2 separate regions of the Hordeum vulgare genome follow, and region 1 is linked to region 2. A link is a contact called in public Hi-C data. All regions are on one chromosome and are shown on one strand. The core of a region is the stretch at or near the end of the contact, and the rest is flanking DNA. Distances in the headings are between cores, read along the strand shown. Region 1 holds the start of LOC123425703 (probable GTP diphosphokinase RSH3, chloroplastic). Region 2 holds the start of LOC123425342 (exportin-T).

Region 1 (5,413 bases), core at 2,738-5,237, 220 kb after region 2:
GTTTGCTTGCTGTGGTACCTGACACTTAAGCACCTGTTTTATTTGATATTCATTTGCATTTTTGCTTAAATGGCTACATCTTCTTTGAACAACCTTAGTTTGATGCCTTCAGTCTACTCTGTATGTGCTAGAACAAATATGTTACTCTTTAGCAGTCTCTTTTTCTTGCTGTGGCTCCTGATCCTTTGCACCTGGATTATCTGTTGAGCTTCCTTTGATATTCGAGCATTCGTTACTCTATTGTGCATTATTACAAGATTATGTTCTAGTTCCATTCATATGCTTGGACTATTAAGTATGTCCATGTTCATCCCGGATGTCTGCAAGTGGTTTATGTTCATCACATCTGTGATCCAGTTGCCTAGGATCTACTTATGCCAGCAAAACTCCCCGTCAACCTTTGGATCTTATCATCCTAGGATCTACTTGTGCCAGCAAAACTCCCTGTTTGGACGGGCACTTGCAGTATTGGATCTTATCATCCTTTTATTTTATTTTAGTATATACTTAACCCTTGTGTTGTCCTAGTAGAAGTTGTTGACCGGTACTTGCAATTGGTGATATGACGTGTTTGTATGTTTATTTGGCTCTTTGCTTATCTTGGATGTTGCCTAATAGCACAGGTGTTATTTGAGTGTGTATCATGATTGATGTGTTTGCTTGTTGTGACACCTACCTATAGGATCTATTTGAGCTTAGTTTGATTTTCAAATGCATATATGCTTCAATTGGTTATACTCCCCCTTAAGAAATATAATAGCGTTTAGATTATTTCTTTATGGAGGGAGTCGCAGTATAGATTTGGTGCAACTATTTTGTGAATGTGCTTGTGTGCATTGCATCCTATCGCCTTACCATGTTGATACGCCTTGGGTCATTTGCCGCTCCTGTAATTTGCTTGTTTGCCGACGCACGTTGCCTGAAATCTGTTGTGCACAACTGACTCCCGTGCCCTCTGCTACCACGTTAGCAACCAGGCGTTGCCCTTCTTTGTCTGCGAACCTCTGTCATTTTCTCAAGCTTCCATCAGTTTCAGTTGGTTGATGGTTGATTTTCTCCAGTTGGTTGATGATTGATTTTGTCCGGCCGTTGCCATCAATCGAAAGAAACATTGGCGCCGTGACACGGTGAGTAGAAGAACCACATAAGCTGTTTGTCCGTGCCTTTGCCCAGCCGGCAAGCGATCCCTCGTCCACACGCACAAGGAACCCTCCGTCCGTCCGTTTGACAGGCGTGTGCCCCGTCGTATGTGACACGGAGGAAGTGGCACGTTTAAGCACGAGCCACCCTCACGTTGATGCATATAATTCCTCCCGTCGTATGTGACAAAAGGAACGTGCGTCGGTTTTTTGGGTGAAGGAATTCAGAAGAACTGTATGGACTATAGACAGATTTTTTCTTTAGAAGTGTTACATAGGATAAATGCTATAATAGGAAAGAAATAAACCATAAAAAAGCTTGCATTTTTCTTTGTTACGAGATGGTCCCTTAGCAACAATATCTCTCACGCCTAGAAAAAGAAAAACAACAATATATCTCCTTCAGGAATATACAATTATTAAAAGTAAGACTATGAGATAACTCATTGCACTAATTTTCTATAGATTAAATGACAGGTTTAAAATAAGAATGTCTTATCACTGTAGTACTTTTTTCCCCTTGAAGATGTACACCTGTAGGCATACATTATCTGTATTCATGGTAGTAAAAGATAAAATACATACAAGCAACAGAAAACTAGGAAGGTACAAGCAGCTGTACTGTTGCATGCCGTCTTCACCATAACTAACAAGTACCCACGATCTTAGCCGTCATTGGAGAAGAAGAGCATCAAAAGTTGCTCCACATCTTGACGCTAAAGAAATCCCTAGCCAGGAGGCGTTAACGACTCACGATAGCCAGCAACCCCAGAAGTTTGTATCTAGCTCGATAATAAACATTGATCGAAGGATGGGAGGAGCCCTCTCAGCCTCTTCAAAGTTGGAACCGGGGCCAATGCCAACACGTCCTTGAGCAAGCGACCATATCCTCCACCGTTTTTTGTAAATTTTGAGCAGTCATCACCGCCACACTCTAGGAGCAACCCATCACCTCCATCATGCTAAGGCGCAATGCCGAAAGCCGCTCAAACAACTTAGAGTCCACAAGCCTCTCATACGCGCCAACAACACCTCCGATAAGCAAGAGCACCGACTGGAAGACCATTATTCCTAAGAGCACCATCGGCATCAGTCCCACCATACCGATAGAGGAAACTCAAAAAAACTAAGAAAACCTAGGACTACTACACGCCTTACCGAGAAACCATGGCTCCCCTCCCCCTCATGGCACCAAGATGGCAGTTAGAGAGGAAAGGGAGCAATACCCACTAGATATAAAGCCGTCGGCGCCTCTTCTTTGGTTTCGCAAGAGGAGCAATTTATCAACCGTTGTACTTGCCCTTACAAAAAATGACAGAAAAGTATGGATATGCCAATGACCATGAACATCAATCTGATCCACCTGCAACAAAAGCTGACCAGATACTGGAAGATTCGTCGAAGACACACCTTCACATGCCCATCATTGACACTAAGTGCACCATGAAATGGGGATAGGGTGGGGAGGACATTATTCCAAAACTGGGGCAACATCACCCCCTCGCCTTGATCAACACATAGAAACTCCCTAAAACCCTTGTAAACCCAGACCTACGCCGTTGTACCCTAAGGTCAAGCCTGAGGTTGAGCCAACCGCCATCTACGATCCCAACGTGCCCATTCATAAACTGCTTCTGTCGAGCCGCACGTTCACTGCCGCCACCCGCCTAACGTGCCTCAACTGACCACCCCCGCCGCATGAACTCCTCCTTGACAGATCCTTCCCGCCGTTGCCGTTGCCACATGGGTTTTGCCTGATGACGCACTCAGGCGGTGGTGAGAGGGTTGAAGTCCATGGCACGTGTTAGGGCTTTAGAGTCACTTGTCCCGAGATGTAAGGACGAGTTAATCATGGTCAGGTAATTAGGTTCGGTGGAGCCCCAAAGCAAGAGTAAATGAATACTAGTTTGAACTATAAATATCACATCTTTAAAAAACATTACCTGTCTAATATACTACTCGCTATGTCCCACATCATAAGATGTTTTTTAAGCTAAAACAGCTTGCAAAAACATTATATATTAACTACGAGACGGAGGGAGTATATATTTTTAGATTGTCGCATGTGGTTTCCAAGGATTTTCATGGTAACATGGTTTCCATGGGCTTACTTGGTCATTCAAAAATTAGCATGCCAACCCACACGATAGTTTGGCAACTCGAGGGTGTAAAACATAAACGACCACCCATCCTCAACTCACCACCCATGCCGCATGAACTCCTCCTTGACAGATCCTTCCCGCCGTCGCCGTTGCCACATGATTTTTGCGTGACGACGCACTCAGGTGGTGGCGAGAGGGTTGAAGTCCATGGCACCTGTTAGGGCTTTAGAGTCGCTTGTCCTGAGATGTAAGGACGAGTTAATCATGGTTAGATAATTTGGTTGGATGGAGCTTCAAAGCAAGAGTAAATGAATACTACTCGCATCTTTAAAAATATTACGTGTCTAATATACTACTCGCTCTGCCCCACATCATAAGATGTTTTTGCAAGCTAAAACAGCTTGCAAAAATATTTTATATTAATTATAGGATGGAGGGAGTATATATATTTAGATTGTCGCATGTGGTTTCCAGGGTCTTCATGGTTTCCATGGGCTTACTTGGTCATTCAAAAATTAGCATGCCAACCCAAACGATAGTTTGGCAACTCGAGGGTGTAAAACATATAAACGACCACCCATCCTCCGACGGCGAGGCTACTATTCATAACCACGGCAGCACGCGCGAAGAGCCCAACGTCCCAACTAGAGCTCCCTTCCACGTCTCTTTCTCTCCACCTCCCCACTCCCTTCCCCTCTTCCCCGTCCCCCCCGCCGAACCCCAGCTCGCCAAGCCAACCAGCAGCCATGCCGGCGGCGGTCGCCCGCTCCGTCAAGTGCCGCCCCCACCATCGCCTCTCGGCGCCGCAGCCCCCCGCCGCGCTCGAGCTCCTCCCCCGCGGCGCCCAGGCCTCCGCCGGCGAGCTGCGGGCGACCCGGTGCCTGACCCCGCCATCCCTCTCCTTCGCGCGCGCCTCCGACCAAGGGGAGCCCCCCCGTGCTCCCTGCCGAAGCCCGCCGTCCGCGAGGCGGGCCCGCGCCGCCGTGGCGGGGCGCGAGGAAGCCGGCCCCGCCGCTTCCGCCGCCGCGGCCGCCCTGCTCGCCGGCGCGCAGTCGCGGCACGCCATCTTCCGCGAGGAGCTCGTGAGGAGGGCCTACTACGCGGCCGAGGCGGCCCACCGCGGCCAGGTGCCCCTCTCGCTCTCTGCCTGCTCATTGTTTCCGCGTGGCTTGTCGGGCGTCTGAACTGAAGTGACGGCCGGGCGTTTTGGTGGTTTCTGCAGGTGCGCGCGAGCGGCGACCCTTACCTGCAGCACTGCGTGGAGACGGCGGCGCTGCTCGCGGAGCTCGGCGCAGGGCCTCCGGTTATCGCGGCGGGGCTGCTGCACGACACGGTCGACGACGCGGGCCTGGATTACGGCTACATCTCCGAGCAATTCGGTGCCGGCGTTGCGGACCTCGTGAAGGGGGTGAGAATTCGGATCTCTCCACTCACTAACTGACATTAGGATGTGACGAGCAGGCTCACTGATATGTACTGTAACTATTTAGTAGAACTGTTTCTCTCTGTTAAAACTCACTTAGTGTGGTAGTATTATTTTCTGAAACGAACCGAAGTAAGGCGCCATTGCTGCTACACCGTTTCCACCATACTGGTAAAGGATAATGCAGCAATCCAGAGCTTCTTCACTGGTAGATTATTCGTACCGGCATACGCAGATAATTTTCTGAGCATGACTTAATCTGTGCCGGTGTCCAGGATCAGGCCATAGTTTTCTAGGAGAAGGATCAGGTCATAGTCACAACTGATTAGTTATATGGTTATGTCTCTGCGTGGGCCCCTCTTCTTTTATTTTCAGCTTTCTTGGTGTTGTCTTTTTCGTCATATCGAGAAGTGGATGTTGCTAGTTTGGCTACCTTGGTAAAATAATTTATTTACGATTGTGACTGACGGATCATGTTGTTACGTTATTGATAGAGCTTCTAGACCAAAAAAATAAATCTTATGTTTATCTAAGGTAGTATTAAGTTAACATCACCTCTGTATTAAATTAGGCAGTAGGCATCTCCTAGGATTGACTTGTGCCGTAGTATATTGTAGAATTTCTTCCCGGTTGTTTACCAGATCAAATCAGACACGCTTTTTGGTGATTTTGTGTTTGTGTTCTTTCGTGATATCACATTTATTATCTGGAACTTGGGAAAATGCCATCGTTTGTTCTGCAACGTGTTC
Region 2 (5,244 bases), core at 2,699-5,198:
GAAGCTAGAAAACGAGAAAATAAATAAAGCTATTGTTTACAGATCTGATTAACTTTACCTCGGTATTGCCTGCTGGACCAGTAGAAAAGGCATCCTGTGACAGTATCACAGACAAACGACTTGCAATAGTAGGAAAGACATCCTCCAGTATGCCACTTGCTGAAGAATTAAACTTGCATATTATTTGGTTTAACAATACAAGGAAATCCACCATATCTTTTGCCTGTATGGAAACAAATAATAATGTGAGGAGCCGAGATGGAGCTACATAGTTTTAGCGGTAGGAAGCCTATAATAAAAGAGTATATAAGTGACAGGATGTTGCTTGAAGTTGTAATATACAGCTAATTTGAAGTTCGACAGGTACCAGAAAGAAATCCATTCTAAGTATATCCAAGAAAAAGAGTAACTGAGACGAGGTATTTAATGTTTTTGTATCCATTTGAGGAACGAGGAGAACGACTTTAATGGCTATACATACAAGTCTATTTAGGGACATTGCATATTCAGTACCAAGATCTCTTATAAGTTCTGGGACCAGAATGAATTCTTCCTACAGTCGTCCGTTGTTTTTTTTTCGAGAAAACGCAGTGAGATTCATGCGTTTCTTTGTATTGAAAGGTAGAGTTTATGTTACAATCCTCCTAGGAGGGACACTACTGGTAATGAAAAACATATAGCTAGTGTACATCCCAGGTCTGGGGGATGATGACGCGGAGACCAGCCGCTCCTGCCTTGGTCCAGAGGAATATACTTAGAATGTTTTTTGTATTATTTTTTGCATATATAAAGTAGGATCCTTCTACTACCCTTTTACTCCAATAAATACTGCACAAGGAAGTGTTACTGAGAAAAGAAATCTAAACGCTGCAGGTACTAGAGATCAACAAGGACAACAAAGCAAAAGCACCAAGAAGAGTAAATTCAAATTAACTAAGCAAAAACGAATACCTCATTATGAACCAGCAATTGTCTTAGTGCGATCGGAATACATGGAAGCACCGAGATTCCTAATATCTCAATCATGCGGTGCAGAAAGGATATGACCTACATTTGCATAAGTTTGAAATGGTTAATCATCCAAACGGTGAACTAAGGAAGATCTTAAAGAAACAGGTTCAGATTTACCTTTGATCGCAGGGACCTCACATTAGGAAATGAAACAAGGAGTTGTAGAACAACATCAAGGGTCTGAAGACAAAGTGGTAAGGAAATATCGCATCAGAAGAATAGTAAAACAAAGACCATGGATATGTTGTGCTTATTGATGCAGAGTAATCAAGGACTTTGCAAATGTCCTCTTCATCGGCCACTTGCATATGCTACTTAACAACAAGCAAACATCACCACGCAAAAGATTAAGTGAAAACATGGAAGTAAAGAATGACAGAATTTACCTTTTTTAACATGACACCAATTGTTGGCCTAGTTACCATCACGAGGCGTTCATTAAAGCCCTAGAGAAGACAGTGACCGAATTAAGTAAGGATGTGATACACATGTACAGAACTAGAAATTTACACAAGAGTAAATCAGAACTATATTAGAAGAAATGACCAGAACACGGAAAAAAAATACCAGACATGGGCCAGTATACTACCCCCCAGAATACAGGATGTGCTATTGATCATTTCTTCTTAGGTGCAAGTGTAAAGCATACCTTGGTAACCATATTCAATGCAACAACAATCTGTAGAAGACTCGTCACTCTCGGAGATGATTCTTCGAGTCCTTGTGCTTTGGCACCCACTACAAGCGACTCGATCTGGAATTGATTTTCACTTAAAACAGTAAGTTTCCTCTCTCCTAGAGAACTAGAGCTATCATATTGGGCAGAAGGGAAACAATCACCTGATGACAGAGAGGATGCAGCAAAGCTGTCAAGCACTGAACCTGCTTCTCTGGTGATACCTCTTCAATACCAATCAACAACCCAACAGCCTGAAATAAGAAAATATGCCATTGGTCCAAGTTCCCAATTAAAGAACATAAACAGCTAGGTGCAAGCCAAGTTAGGCTATAAAGACAGATGGACAGGGCACCTCAAAAATTTGGCTCCCATCCTCTGAGCTGGAGAGCTTTGCCTCTTTATTTGCCCAGTCCATAGAAGTGAATTGTCCTAGGACATCTTCCAAGCTCTAACTCACAAAGAAAACAGCCTCAGATCTAGCACAATAAACTAGATGGTGTGTACATCTAAAAAGACGAACAAGGAAATACCTGCAAAATGGTATCCAAGTAAGGCACTAGCTTTGCCTTCAACAACTTGACAGCTTTCATGAACAAGTATCCCGCACGGCGGCTCACATGGGAATTCTGATGGTGTATGCCACGCTCGTCCAAGAACGCGGCAAGAAGGTGTGGCACATACTGTACATTCTCTTGCATGAACTTGATGTAGCGTGTAACTGTCTCAAGATACACCAATGCAACTAAGCGGTGTGAGTGGCACGAGAATCTCGCAGAAAGGAGCATGGGCACAAGCTCCCCGAGCAGCCCAGATCCAGTACGGATCTCTTCCTCACTGACTGCTTCCCCGAGCCGGTACAACAGAGTAAGAGTGACCTCAACATCCTCGACGGTAGCTTCTGCAGATTGGAGCGCTGACACAATCAACCCCTTTATGAACTGCTGCGTGGCAGCTGGCGCTACCCGACAAATGTTCCGGAACAATGCCACTAAATCCTTCCGTTGCTCCGACATCATGTCCTCCTCCTCCTTCCCGATCTTGTCGAGCACATCAAGATGCCCCCTGTAAACTGGATCATACGTCATTTGCTGCCGCACCACCTCTAAGATCCGTCCCAAGTGCCCCAGCTGCTTCTCAGATGGGGCCTTCATCGTACTGACATAGCCAGCTAAGAACTCGAGCACGGAACCAGAATCAACATCCTCCTCATAGCAGCTCTCTGCCGCCGAAAATACAGCCGGTAGCACCTCTTCGAGCATTTCCAAAGCCGCGGCTCCATCGGAGTCGCTAGGGCCAAGCTTGCGATAACACGCAAGAGCCTCCACGGCATAAGTAGTCACCAAAGATGCCATCTTTAACCCACTGTCTGGGCTACCAAGCCCCTGCTGTGCAGAGAGGAGTGACCTGAGCAACGCCACCTTGGCCCTTGCATCCATCCTCTTTGCAGCCACTGCAGAGAGACACCCCACCGCCGCTGCAGCAAGAGGGGCAGCACTTGCAGGGGACAGGGCAATGTCAAACAGAAGAGGAACAAAGACATCATTGGCGACCAGCGCAACATCGATCCAGGAGATGCACCTGCGCGCCGCATCAAGGGCTACGGCGGCAGTGGGAGGGTCGACCGCACCAAGAGTGGCGGCAGCGTCGTGCCAGTGGCGGGCGATCTGGGGCACGCACTGCGCTCGCATGGCGTCCTTGACCCTGCAGGCGTCGGCGGTCTCGTCGGCGTTGCGAGGGTAGTCCTGGGAGAGCAGGTCATCGTCGAGGGAGATGAGGACGCGGGCGAACATGTCGGTGGGGCCCGGCTGCGGCGGCGAGGGCGGGAGGAGGTCGAGGAAGTAGGAGGGGTAGACATGCGGGTAATCGAGGCGGACGAGGAGGGCGACGAGCTGGGCGAGCTTGTTGCGGAGGAAGGGCGGGGAGGCGGCGTTGGAGGCGGAGGCGAGGGAGAGGAGGGAGGAGCGGAGGAGGGCGAGGTCGTCGGGGAGGGCGATGCGGCGGCGGATGAGCGCGTCGTGGAGGGACTGGAGGCACCAGAAGTGGACGTGCGCGTGGGGCGAGGAGGCGAGGCCGGAGAGGCAGAGGCGGAGGAGCGAGGAGGGCGGGGACTCGTCGCGGGCGCGGGCGCAGAAGGCGAGCGCCTCCTCGCGGACGGCCGGGGAGGCGGAGGCCGCGGCGGGGGAGTCGGAGGCGAGCAGGATGGCCTGCTCGAGGTCGTCCATGGAGGCGCGGAGGAATCTGGGTGGAGGGGGCGGAGACGGGGGGAAAGAGAGGGGGGCGGAGGCGGAGGTGGGGGGTTAATATAACGGCGCAAGGGGGGACGACGGGAGGGTTTGCTTTGCTCCTTCCTTCCTTCCTTCCTTCCTTGTTTCGGAGTTGTGAGACGGGCGTGGGTGGTTTTTCTTCTCCCTGTTTTTGGGTTTCCCTGCCGGATTTATGGGTTTATGGGCTGCTTTTGGGTTTAGTCGTTGTGGGGGGTTTTGGTTTCTCTTTCATTTTTTTCCTTTATTTCTAGATTGATGTTTTATGTTTAAAATTTTATTTTATTTTTAAGAACATCTTCAATGGCCTTTGTATATTTGATTGCTAAAAATTTGTTATAGCAAAAAGAGAGAGAAGGTTTACAAAGCTAACATGTTTTTTTTCTTTGGTAGCCTTTGTATATATTGAATTGCTATATTTGCACAAAACACACAATGACATGTGGGGATAGTTTGTCATAGACACACGTACACATGCAGCACACGCACGCACGTACACGTACACAAAAAACACGTGCACATGCAGCACACAAGCGTACACGTACACAAAGAAATACGTACACGTACACACACGCACACATGCACGCAACGTACGACAGCATACACACACTGATACACGGACCCACCTGTCATTGAGACAAAGTGAGGCTTTAGGAGACTTGATAAAAAAAATATAAAGTGGCCTTTGGCTTGGCAAATATGCAAAGTGTGGGTACAAATATAGCAAGTTTTGTAAAAATAATTGGTGGAGGACCACTTACACAAAGGCTATTGAAGAAGGTTTTTTGACAAAGATTTGTAAAATAGCAAGTGAGTGCAAATATACAAAGACTGTTGGAGATGTTTTAATATGACGCATTGGAGACATCATGTGGAATGTGTATTTTTAGAGTATTCATGATGTATTGTAGGTACATATAAGTGGTTTCCTTCTATGAGTTTATTTGTTGGTACCCGTTTCATGTGGCATGTTTCTTCTTTCCTAGTCATTTGGTGTCTCACATGAGTGTTAAAATAAATCAATAGGCTTCCTCAAAAGAAATCAATAGGAGTGTCCCTTACACAAGCATTCATTAACACGTAACGGTTCTAGCATAACATTTCTCTTGTCGGAATTTTTGATATGTGTCATGTAAAAAAATATTCTCTCAATAACCTCGTGTGCGACAATATTGCGGGTAGTCTTCGTGAAAGTCATTACGTTATGTCATAAGAAGGTCGTACTATTAATACTCGTGACTCTGAGAATCAATGCTCGACCGAATCTTAAAGACACTCCAGATCCGCGAGAGA

What was found. Hi-C and Micro-C count contacts between places; a contact is called where the count stands out from the background.
Region 1: a Hi-C map of leaf shows a contact between it and region 2, with 3 times the contacts expected there. The contact joins the promoter of LOC123425703 here to the promoter of LOC123425342 in region 2. A contact is called at or near these places in 5 of 6 Hi-C or Micro-C datasets (leaf and seedling) and 1 of 1 datasets of contacts at active chromatin or transcription factors (embryo).

The regions. Positions count from the first base shown.
Region 1 is chr2H:102,491,000-102,496,412 of MorexV3_pseudomolecules_assembly, forward strand. LOC123425703 (probable GTP diphosphokinase RSH3, chloroplastic) reads left to right here and starts at 3,988. Exons shown (of 6, transcript XM_045109416.1): 1 at 3,988-4,368; 2 at 4,464-4,649. The coding sequence starts at 3,988.
Region 2 is chr2H:102,273,400-102,278,643 of MorexV3_pseudomolecules_assembly, forward strand. LOC123425342 (exportin-T) reads right to left here and starts at 3,949. Exons shown (of 15, transcript XM_045109025.1): 1 at 2,221-3,949; 2 at 2,043-2,138; 3 at 1,852-1,941; 4 at 1,661-1,765; 5 at 1,398-1,457; 6 at 1,129-1,191; 7 at 952-1,047; 8 at 59-223. The coding sequence starts at 3,912.